Linked DNA regions of Gossypium hirsutum: region 1 is linked to region 2. The links are chromatin contacts, called in public Hi-C maps. All regions are on one chromosome and are shown on one strand. Each heading gives the region's core, a stretch centred on a gene start, on an enhancer-like site or on the middle of the called end of the contact. The rest is flanking DNA. Distances are from core to core; before and after follow the strand shown.

Evidence for each region. Hi-C and Micro-C count contacts between places; a contact is called where the count stands out from the background.
Region 1: a contact with region 2 is called in a Hi-C map of leaf, with 4 times the contacts expected there. The contact joins the promoter of LOC107962851 here to the promoter of LOC107962852 in region 2. A contact is called at or near these places in 5 of 34 Hi-C or Micro-C datasets (hypocotyl, leaf and petal).

The regions. Positions count from the first base shown.
Region 1 is chrA06:30,107,597-30,113,117 of Gossypium_hirsutum_v2.1, forward strand. It overlaps LOC107962851 (pathogen-associated molecular patterns-induced protein A70), which reads right to left and starts at 3,309. Exons shown (of 1, transcript XM_016899394.2): 1 at 1,911-3,309. The coding sequence starts at 2,946. The coding sequence ends at 2,050.
Region 2 is chrA06:29,869,205-29,874,538 of Gossypium_hirsutum_v2.1, forward strand. It overlaps LOC107962852, which reads right to left and starts at 2,008. Exons shown (of 7, transcript XM_016899396.2): 1 at 1,679-2,008; 2 at 1,412-1,514; 3 at 1,168-1,288; 4 at 677-798; 5 at 445-566; 6 at 8-167. The coding sequence starts at 1,829.

The sequences.
Region 1 (5,521 bases), core at 2,059-4,558, 240 kb after region 2:
ATTAATTTTTAAAAATTTAAAAATTATATTTTTTATATATTGTTTATACTTTTCTAATAACTTTTAATTTTTTTAAAATATTCTTTTAAATTTTTAAAATTTTTAAAAATTAATTAAATGCTAATATATCATCTGTATGGCAATCCACGTATATGCCACATCAATAAAATTAAAAAATATTAACTTTTTTATCCATTTTAAGGTAATTTGATAAAAATATAAATTTAAAAAACGAAAAGTTAAATAGAGAGCTAATTAAATTATTATCCCAATAAACAAACATAAATTCAACTGAAGGTGAGCAAAACTTGATTCGATTCAAAAAAACCGAAAAAAAATTAAATTTTGAATTAATCGAATTGAGTTATTCAATTCAACTTGAATAAGTAGTTCGAGTTTCAAGTTAGAGTTGAATTAAATTTTACAAATTGAGCAACTCAAATATTTCGAATAATCGTTTAATATAAATACTCATTAAGTCCTTGTCAATTTTTAAAAATGAAAAAATTGCTCTCTCAACAAAAAAAAATACAAAAAAAAGAAACTTAAAATAATTTTGAAATTCAAATTATTTATAAAATTATAATTTTTTTTAAAAAATCTAACAAATATATAAAAAATAATAATTTTCTAAAATAATAATTTTTGGGACCTAAATAATTTAATTTATAAATTAAATTTATCATATTAAAGTATTTTATTTTATTTTTTATTTTACTTTGAAAATAATTTCAAATATATATAATTTTAAATTTATATTCTCCATAAAATTAATTATATTATAACAAAAAATTAATTCAAGATATTTTTTTAATTTACCTCAAATAATTTTATTTAAATTAATTCAAATTTTATTTCAATTCAATTACCTGTTAAATTTCACTCCATCAAACGTCAAATTGATAGGCGGGAATGGCAACTCCAAACTCTTACTATCCCCCATACATCATTTACATGCACATTAAATTTGGGTGTAAATGCATAGTAGCCAAACATAATCTCCCACGTGCATCACAGCCAAGCACCTGACAGTGCGACAGATGGAGATCGCCATTTTATGTGGACAAACAAATTTAAAAGGAAAATATTTGACAAATCTAATAAAAAATATTTCACACATTAAAATTTTTAAACTCCACAAATGATATTAAAAATAAACAAATATTATATAAAATATTTTATCCTAGCCAGGCGCGGGTATAGTCCCGGCCATCTCTAAAATTAAAATTTTTTTAACTCCCTTTAAAACTTATAAAAATTTAAATTAATAAAAATAAAATTATATTTTAATCTCTCTAAAAATAATAAAAATTTAATTTTATCTTTTAAAAATTATAAAAATATACAATTTAATTTAAACAATTACACTTAAATTCAGACTTCGCCACTACTTATAAAATAAAAATATAAGATTAATGTACCTAATACTCAGTAAATAAATTCATATATATTTGTACCAAATTACCCCATCTCTCCCTTCAATTTCAATCCCACCATCGTTCCTCTTCTGTTCTGTCCCTTTCAATCCAAAACAAAACGTGGGGTCTTTGTAAGCATGGCCTGCCCTCTCCTCCTGTAAAACAGGCCAATACCCTCTTTACACAGTTTTTCTCCACTTCCAGACTTGGAACCTACAGGTTTCCACAGTCTTGTCTGAAAAAACAACTAAGGGTCCATTGCATGGCATGCCCTTCTACAACATTTTTCTTGTACCCACTTTAACTCTTAGTAGATAACAGCTAAAAACTAATGCTAGTAATGGCAATGGTGACAATCATATGATTCATGAACCAGGAAACAGTACTAATTGGGACATTAATGGATATAAATGCCTAGAGAACAACCAAATAACACAACTGATAAACCCCATTCAAAGGAAACTTAAAATAAAAAATAAAAAAACCAGAAAATGAAATGAAAGTGCCATATTTTTTTTCCTGAACACAAAGTTCCAACAGATGTAAACAATACCAGTAGTAGATCTACACCAATAATTAAACCCTGAAATTAACCCCCCCCCAAAAAAAAAGATTGAAAATGTAAAGCTTTTCACCTACCACTCCCTCTATTGATCATCTCCTTGTACCTAATGATGGAATCAAGCTTTTGCAGTTTCAGCTGGTGCTTGAACTTGTTGATGAAATCATCAGCTTTGGCATCCACCTCATCGTCTTCTTCCTCCGTAGCTTTCTCTTTCCCTTCTCTCACGGTGGCCGGCCGTCGATTTTCCACGATATCTCCTTCCTCGAAATGTTGAAAAGCAGACTTTACACTTGCAGATTTCTTCATCTTCCTCGGAAGCTTAGTTGGTACCTCACCAGATGCTGGTTTAGTATCAGATTTGGTCCTCGCAACATGATTTCCCTCCTTCAGTTGACTGTATACTTCATCAAGCGTTTTTCCTTCACCTTGGGTTCCCTCCCTTTCATCTTGTTTTTCAGGCTCTTGCACCTTTTCATCATGTCCCTCACCCTGAGCTACCTCTGGAGGATAATGGGGGTAACTCTCATGGCTTTTGGTCTGCTCTGGGGAGAAGTAACCGTAGAGGTTAATGGACTTTAGCCTTTGCAAAACAGAAGGGGATCTCTCAAAGGAAGGCTGGCGCTGTTGTTGAGGGGTTTGTTGTTGAAAAGAGAAATGGAAATCACCCACATCAGAGACACTTTCATAGGCAGTGGTAGCACTAGCAACAACAGGTTCTTGAGATCTGTAAGCAGACAAGTTGATAGATTTCAGCCTCTGCAACATAGATGGAGATCTAACAAACTTTGGGTTTGTTTCATCATCTGGGTGGTACTGCCTTTGTGCGTCACTACTAGGCTTGCTGGAACTCAAAGTGGAAGTGAAATAGATGGTACCTATTGTAAGGTTAAGGAAGACAAAGAACACAGTTGGGGTAAACCAGCTTAAAATGGAAGACCATAGGGAATATGGTACTGTTGACATTGGTTCTTCCAACGTGGCTTTGGATGTGTCTGGTTAGGGACTAAAATGAGAAGAGAAAGACAAGGGGTAATGGGAAAAGAAATGGTGGAAGGTAAAGTGGTGGAGGGTTGTGTTTAAGGGCGGGCCAACTGTTTATGAAATTTTTATGGGGGATTTTCTCTAGGATATTTGAGTTTGGATACTTGTCAAGATCTCCATTTTTTGTGTTGATGTATAATAAAGAAAGGGTTATATATATATATATAATTTTTTAAAGTTTTTAGTGTGAAGATTTTGAAAAGGCATGTGCTGGGGAGAGTGAATAGATTTTGTGAGAAACAGACAAAAGAGAAGGGAGAGATTGGCTTGGCTTTTATGGAAGCCAGAGCAAATATGAGGGTGTAGGGCTATCTTTCATTAAAGGAGGGCTGAGTGGCTGACAGTGTATCGCATTTAGGGTTTTGATATAATGGTATTTGATGTTAAGTGTTATGTTTTACTTTCATAAACTTTTTTAAGGATTAATTGTACTATACATTTTTAATGTATAGCTCAAAATTTTTAATAATTACTATCAATCAAGAATTTTTGTCAATCTAGCTATTATTTTATGTATCAAATTCTATTTTCGTAATATTTTTCGCTCGTTTTCACCATCAATACAATGATAGATGTTATTATAATATTTTTAAGTTTAACTTTCTTTTCCTTTTATGAAAATGTTTATTTTATTTTATATTAATATTCTTTAAATCAAATTAATCAAGTTTTAAAAAAAACATAAATGCATTTAAACCTCATCATAAATTAATTTCAAACTTCATTTAAACTTAAATACATGGCATAAACTCATTCAAGTAACATAACGAAATAAAACTTAATTAATAACATCAAAATAACTTGAATTTCAACTATTTTTTTTATAAATATCATATTCAAATTAAGTCTTTATGTACATGTCAAAGTCCTTATGCAATAACAATTAATATAAATACATTACAACTTCAATGAAAGGTGATGTGAAATTCAAATCTTATACTTCTCATTGGCGCGTTTTAAACCACTAATGCATGAGCCTAACAACTTAGTATGTAATCAAGGATAAGCTTATTTATCTTATACTAATATAAATGTTAAGTCCCTTATTAAGAATTTTTCAAGTTCATTTCCATCATACTAAGCCATTTTAACAGATTCGGTTTTGATTACTGATTATAGAGTTCAATTTACTGGTTATTGGTTCTTTAACAATTCGTATTGAGAATTCATGTTCAAGATTATTATCAAGGTTACCAATATTGTTCAATCTAAGTTCATAGCCTTTTTAACTTAACTTTCTAGTTTATTCACATGTGTGTTCCACTTATGGCTATAAATTCTTTATGTAAGGCATATCTTCCCTCATTTGTTTCCTTATTAGGGGTATACCAATACATAATTTTTAAGCACAATTTCATGTCTTATGGCTACAGGATGACCTTATCATAAAAACATAGCCTTTTAACTTGTTAATCCTTTAAAAAAATATACTTTAGAGTACATTTAAATTTTATAATCATAAGAACATCTTATTATCAATATTTTTATTCAAATGGCCCATAATAATATAAGGAAATGACTTGGATACATGGGACTTCCTCCAAAACACACCAAAGAGCACATAGTGCTAGGTACCAAATCAAATCCCTTCAAAACACACCAATGGGGACCAAAGTGCCAAGCCGCCAAACACACCAAAGAGCACCTAAGTGCTAAGCCCGAAGGCGTTAAAATATGCATGTGACTGCATAACCTAAAGGCAGCAGAGAGTGTGTGTAATATGTGCAAAGATTGAAGGCAACAAAACTCCAAGTATGACATTCTAAGTACACATAAATCCATACTAGTGTAACACACCTAACCCGTATCTGTCGTCAGGAAAGGGTTACGAGGTATTACTAAACGAAAACACAATTTTCGGACATTCATGGATACACATAGAAATTTAATCATTTTAATTCATCACATTTGGACCTATACTAAATCAAATCAATTATAATAGGTTATATAGATATATTAAAAACCAAGTTACTATTCATAAGGTCATTTTCCTAAAGTTTAGCCGAACATATATAACATGCTAACCACGTATGTCTTATTTAAAGTCAACTTTCATTCTTCTTTATTACTATATACACATATAACACTTCTAATAAACAAGCATTACTTCAATTATCATATATTCAATCAATCTACGAATAATTTCAAAACATAATTATTTAATCAAATATACCAAAATGTATATGCCAACATCATGACAAAAATTACAATTACATAACCTATTTACTTGTTCATCTACTCGACTATCAAAATCAAACATTTTAATCATACCAATTCCACCATAAATTTTAAGTTAAACTTACCATATAATATTCGTATACACATATGTCAACTTGTCACATAAATATCAAACCACCAACGTACATGTTATATGCATACATATCTAATTTATCTATCGTTAACTGAATACACATACATATCATTTACCAATTCTAAACAAAGCTTATAAGACAAATTATATGTCAAATTTTATGTCAAAAATAAACCACACCAAATA
Region 2 (5,334 bases), core at 758-3,257:
TGAATACCTCGGGAATCTGCAGCTCCTATGCATAAGCATAACTGTAACCAGAACAGGGGCGATTGCAGAACACAGGTGCTCCAAGGAGTGTCCACTGATAATATAATTATTTGCGCGGTATATCTTCATGTCAGCTAGAGCTTCCATTTTGGCCAGGATGAAAACTCCTGTACCAGATTGTTATCGTATTTTTAAGCAAACCAACATTCTTGAGAGCAAGGAAAGAAAATACAATATACTCCCAATGCTTTTCGAAAACAGAGAGAACGAGAGAGTATAAAATGACATAAAGATTAAAGAAGACAATCCAAAGGAAGCATATTCCATACAGCTCCTAGCATGCTAATTGTAGTAAACCACAAATTTCTAACCCTTTTTCCACATGATTATTTGCTTGAAGTGGGATTTCCATGTGAGACGGGAAAAGGAAGACAAATGACATACCTACCGTCCAAAGCCAGTATCTAGAGTGGGTATATTTAGGTGGGAACAAAAATGTCATGATCGGAATAGCAATGCACGGAATTAACTGGAATATCATGCACAACCGAAGATCATTAAATGTTCTGCAAACAATAATCGAGTCTTATTCAGCCAAAACAAATCGAAATCTGAATGACAAGCATTGACCAATTCAGTGAACAGATGAAAAGATCATCTCAAGAAAGAATCAAACCTTGCATAACTCGTGCTTAGAACAGCAAGAACTACTAGTGAAAAAAGGCAACTTAATCCAATTCTTTCTCCGAGTCTCTCGAGTATAAAAGTAGAAAAAAGAGAGGAATAAGCAATCGTCATCTGCACATATGTGAATTAATTTGATGTTATGGAGCATTTGACAGAAATATGGTAGTAAAATTCCAAAGGGGCTATGATTGTGGATGAAATAGAATGGAAACTCATCTGCAATTTCTGATTCTTTCTATGTAAAAAGACAATAAAAACACCAAATTAGAAACAAAGCAAGTGAGATTTCAACTATTTGGCATTCAGCAATGAAGCGCAAATTCGAAGAATAGACAAAAATATAATATTGAAGTTCATGGTTTCAACTACGGCAAATAGCTGTGTTAAGAACAACATTTGAATGATGGAAACAACCATCAAGAACCGAAAGCTAGAGGAACAAATAAAAAGAATATAAAGAAGTAAAGTTGCAAGGCTAACCGGCAAGGTGTCCAGAAGTACTCGATTGTCATCAGGCCTGAGATGATAATAAGCAGAACCAAAAGCCACACTAGCAGTTCCTCCATAGAAAAGCAGCCAGCCCCACATCTCTCCTGGCAATCTGCCACCAATCCACCGTCCATAAACATCAGTTAATCAGCAAATGGTCATAAATTTATCCTTTAAAAATTACAACTTAAAGAAATCTAATTTTTTTTTTAAAAAAAGGGGGCAAGAAAACAACCTTATATTGAAAAAGCTTCCTCCTCCAAGGCAAAGAACAAACCCAAGAACACCCACAATCAGAAATGGGAAATTGGTGATCACATTCAACGTGTTAGGAACTCCTATAAGCAAAACAAAGAATGAGGAAACATAAAATTTTGCAAATTTTCCCTTTTAATGTACAATTTTCTCTTCTTCTTTTTTCCACATCCCATCCCATCCCATCCCATACCTTCACTTCACTTCACTTGTTTCTTAGAAAACACGATGTAAAAGAAAGAGTTACCTACGAAGTTGCGCATGTCAGCATAGAGATGGTTCCTGTAAGAAAGTGGGATCTTTGGAGTAACCAACATGATGAAAAGCCAACAAAGCAATGCAACTCCCCATGTTCGACTTCTTCCTCTTCCTACCTGTTGATTCACCATCCAAACCATTGTTTCCTCTTTTTTTTTTCTTTTTTCTTTGAAAGAAAAACTGTCAACTTTTCCTTCTCTGTTTCCACTGTCTATGTTTGGGTTTTTTTTTTCTTATGATCTGCTCTATACTTCCGGGGAATATTTTTCTTCGGCTTTATGTTCGATTTTGCATTTGTTTTCATTCGAATTTGACGATGTTTCATATGTGTCCCCTCCCTTTATCTTCTCCCAACATGGGCTATATAGGCCCTTTTTCTTTCTGAGGCTGTTTTCAGATTACATAGACCTGTAAATAGGATCCAAAAAAAGAAAAATAAAATTTCTTTCCTTTTGTGAAGGCCCAATCTTGAATTATGGTAAATTTCTCTAAGTTGGCACATGAAGGCATGGCTTTAAGCCTCTTGCCTTTCATTTATTCACCAAACCTATCTGTGTTTAAAATTTCAATTATATTAATCTCGGGTTTAACTTTTAGACAATCTCTCTTCCTTAATCTTTTATACAAAAATAACTTCTTTTTATATCTCATTGAGTCAATCCTTACACAAATTCTCCTTTTCTTTTTGAAATTCATTGAAAACTTCCTTTACATCAACTCAAGTAGCACAGGTGGAAACAAGCATTACAAATTTGGGGAAATTTTTATACGATTCAAACCCTAAATTTGATGTTCACAGACTTAAAATCCATATGGAATCTTACCACTGCATTAGTATTTTATTCAGAACACTGTTATATTATTGATAAAATTATAACCTTGATACAAACAATCAACAATACAATCTGGTGATAAATCAAATTAACTTTCAAAATATTATCAAGTTAAAGCCTGCAGGCTTAAATCAATATTCATTTTCATTATTATATTATATTTTTGAGTGATTGTTTAATACATAAGCGATAAAATAAAAATTTTTAACTTCTCAACCGGTGTGTAGATCTTGCTACATGTCATATTCACTTATTTATTACTTTTTTAACTACAATTTAAGGACACATTCTTTCATAAAAGAAAAAAAATTAAAGACATGACAATACCTCAACTTCACTTGTGGAGTTAAAGATTTCCATCCCTGTTAGTATATCAAATAATTATTTGTATATTTTCAATTATAGATGTCTATATATAATTTGGTTTCAATTCCTCTATTATGATTAAATATTATTATTAATCCTTATACTTTATTTGACATAAATGTCATTAATTAGTCTGAATAGTCATTAATTATTCTTGTTAAATTGTTGGTGTTGATATTTTTTCTTAAAAACATTGTTAAACCAAGGCTGTCCAAGACTGATGTTTCGACTCTTGTTCAAACACTTATTCAGACAAGACCTTAGGACAACCGAAGTGATGTGAGATGTTGACATTTTTTATTTGGGCCTTCTAATAGGATTTTACCATAAGCAAATGGATCCAAAGATGTATTTGTTTCGTCTCAACCTTGTGGACCAAAATTGATGGCTTAAAGAAGAGCCGGTCGACTTGCTTACTGGATAAGGCTTATCTTATCTTTTAGCCTTGGTGATTTATGTGTTGATTTTACTTGATTTATTGGGCTCTATCTTGGGATAAGTTTTGGAGTTTACTTATTTAGGATCATTATGCTACTAAGGATGCATTTATCTCTACAAAATATAATCAGGAAGGTGGCCTCATTTGGCCATGAATAGACAACTTATTCGCATGAATGGATGCATCTTTTGGAAGTGCTTGTAACAACCTGATTTTAAGTGGTGTCAGAAAATACAGTTTCAGAACTTCATTTCTGTAAATTGAGTTTGCGAGGATGAAATATAAAGATTAATGAAGTTGTGATGAAAAAAAATTGAAGATTGATTAAGTAATTTAACAGAGAAAATAGTTAATTAAAGCTCAAAGACTAAATTATAAAAGTCCAATCGCTATCAAGTTTTAATTTAAAAAATACTTGATTACCTAGTTAGAAATAATCCAAAGACAGAGGATGCCACGACACACCCCTGAAGCTGAGCTTGAGCCAAGCAATCTGACTTTAATGTCACAACATAGAGAGCAATGGATGTCGCGACACCAGCCTTGTACGTAAAGCATTAACGAGTTGAGGGCATTTTGGTTCGCACAATGAAATTTAATGTAAAAACGTCAGCCGAACTAGGGCTAGGGACGAGACCAACCCTAATATTATAAATAGGGTTGATCAAACACTTGAAAAACATCTTTTTTGTAACTTAGAATTTTCTTTTCAATTTAGTTCTCAGTTTTGAGTTTCTTTTGTACTTAGGATTTCTTTTCAGTTTATTTTTGTTATGCAAAGAATCTGACTTGTGTATTCAACAAACTATTTGAGGATTTCTGCACTTTAATCGTTCGAATACAAATAAGGATTTCCCTTCACTTTTACTCTTGATCTATTTCTTATGTTTACTTTATTCATCAAGTTTATATTATTTATGGGATCCATGACGAACTAATCCTCTTATGGGGGATTAGCGAGTGGACGTGGGATTAATTAATTTCTATGTAGGGTTTCTTAGTGGATCAACTATTTGGGATAGGAAGAACTTAAACCTTAGGCCTAACAACCCTAGGAAGTCATCTAGGTGGGAATTAACCCAAAATTGGTATTGCCTATTTATAAACCCCTTACCCTAATTCAATCTAGACTGTGAGGTCGAGAGATAAGTAGTTCTTGTCGACTCGTTAGTTTAGTGGAAGATCTAAAAATCCTGCTAGGTTAATGACCAGTTGGTTGAGTAGAACCCGGAATAAGAATTAGTTATGACCACCGAAGCGAGTTAGTCTCCCATGCTTAGATTTGATTGACTCACATATTAGTTCTCCAGTTTATTAGTTTATGCAAGTTTATTTCTTTTATTATAAAAACAAATATTTTTTCACTTTATGATCATCTAACTATAATTTATTTAAATTACTAATTAGATCTATTTACGTTTAAGTTAATTTTAATTTAGTACTTGCCTCCCTTAGTTACGATCCTCGGAGCACTTACCTATTCCGTTGTAAAACTATATTACAACCTGACCTGTATACTTGCGAATACCGCCTCAACTCCATATTTTTAGTAGCAGTGTCATACTCTCTAAGTTAGTGCATCGAGAGGCTGTTAATGCCATTACCGGGGATTGCAATGGTGTATATGTGTAGTCAAGTGAGTTACTTTTGATGCAATATTTGTTGAAAGATAGGGAAATTAAATAGGGCTTTTATTTTATTTCAATGTATAGCATTTTACTTTGTGTTTTTATTTTAATTTGCCTTGTTAAAGGTTTAGCTTAATCTGTTTAATAACAATGGATATAGGTGGTTCAGAGCCCAATATAACTATGGAGATTAATTGTGTTCAGCAAATGGAGATTCAACGAACCATTTGTGAAATAACCCGTTTTTAGTAAAATTAGAACAGTGGTTTCGAGACCACAATCCGAAGTGAGAATATTTATTTTAATATTATTTTAATATCTACAGTATGTTAGCAAGGTCCTATAAAAATTTCATTAAGAAATTTTATCGTTTGCATGT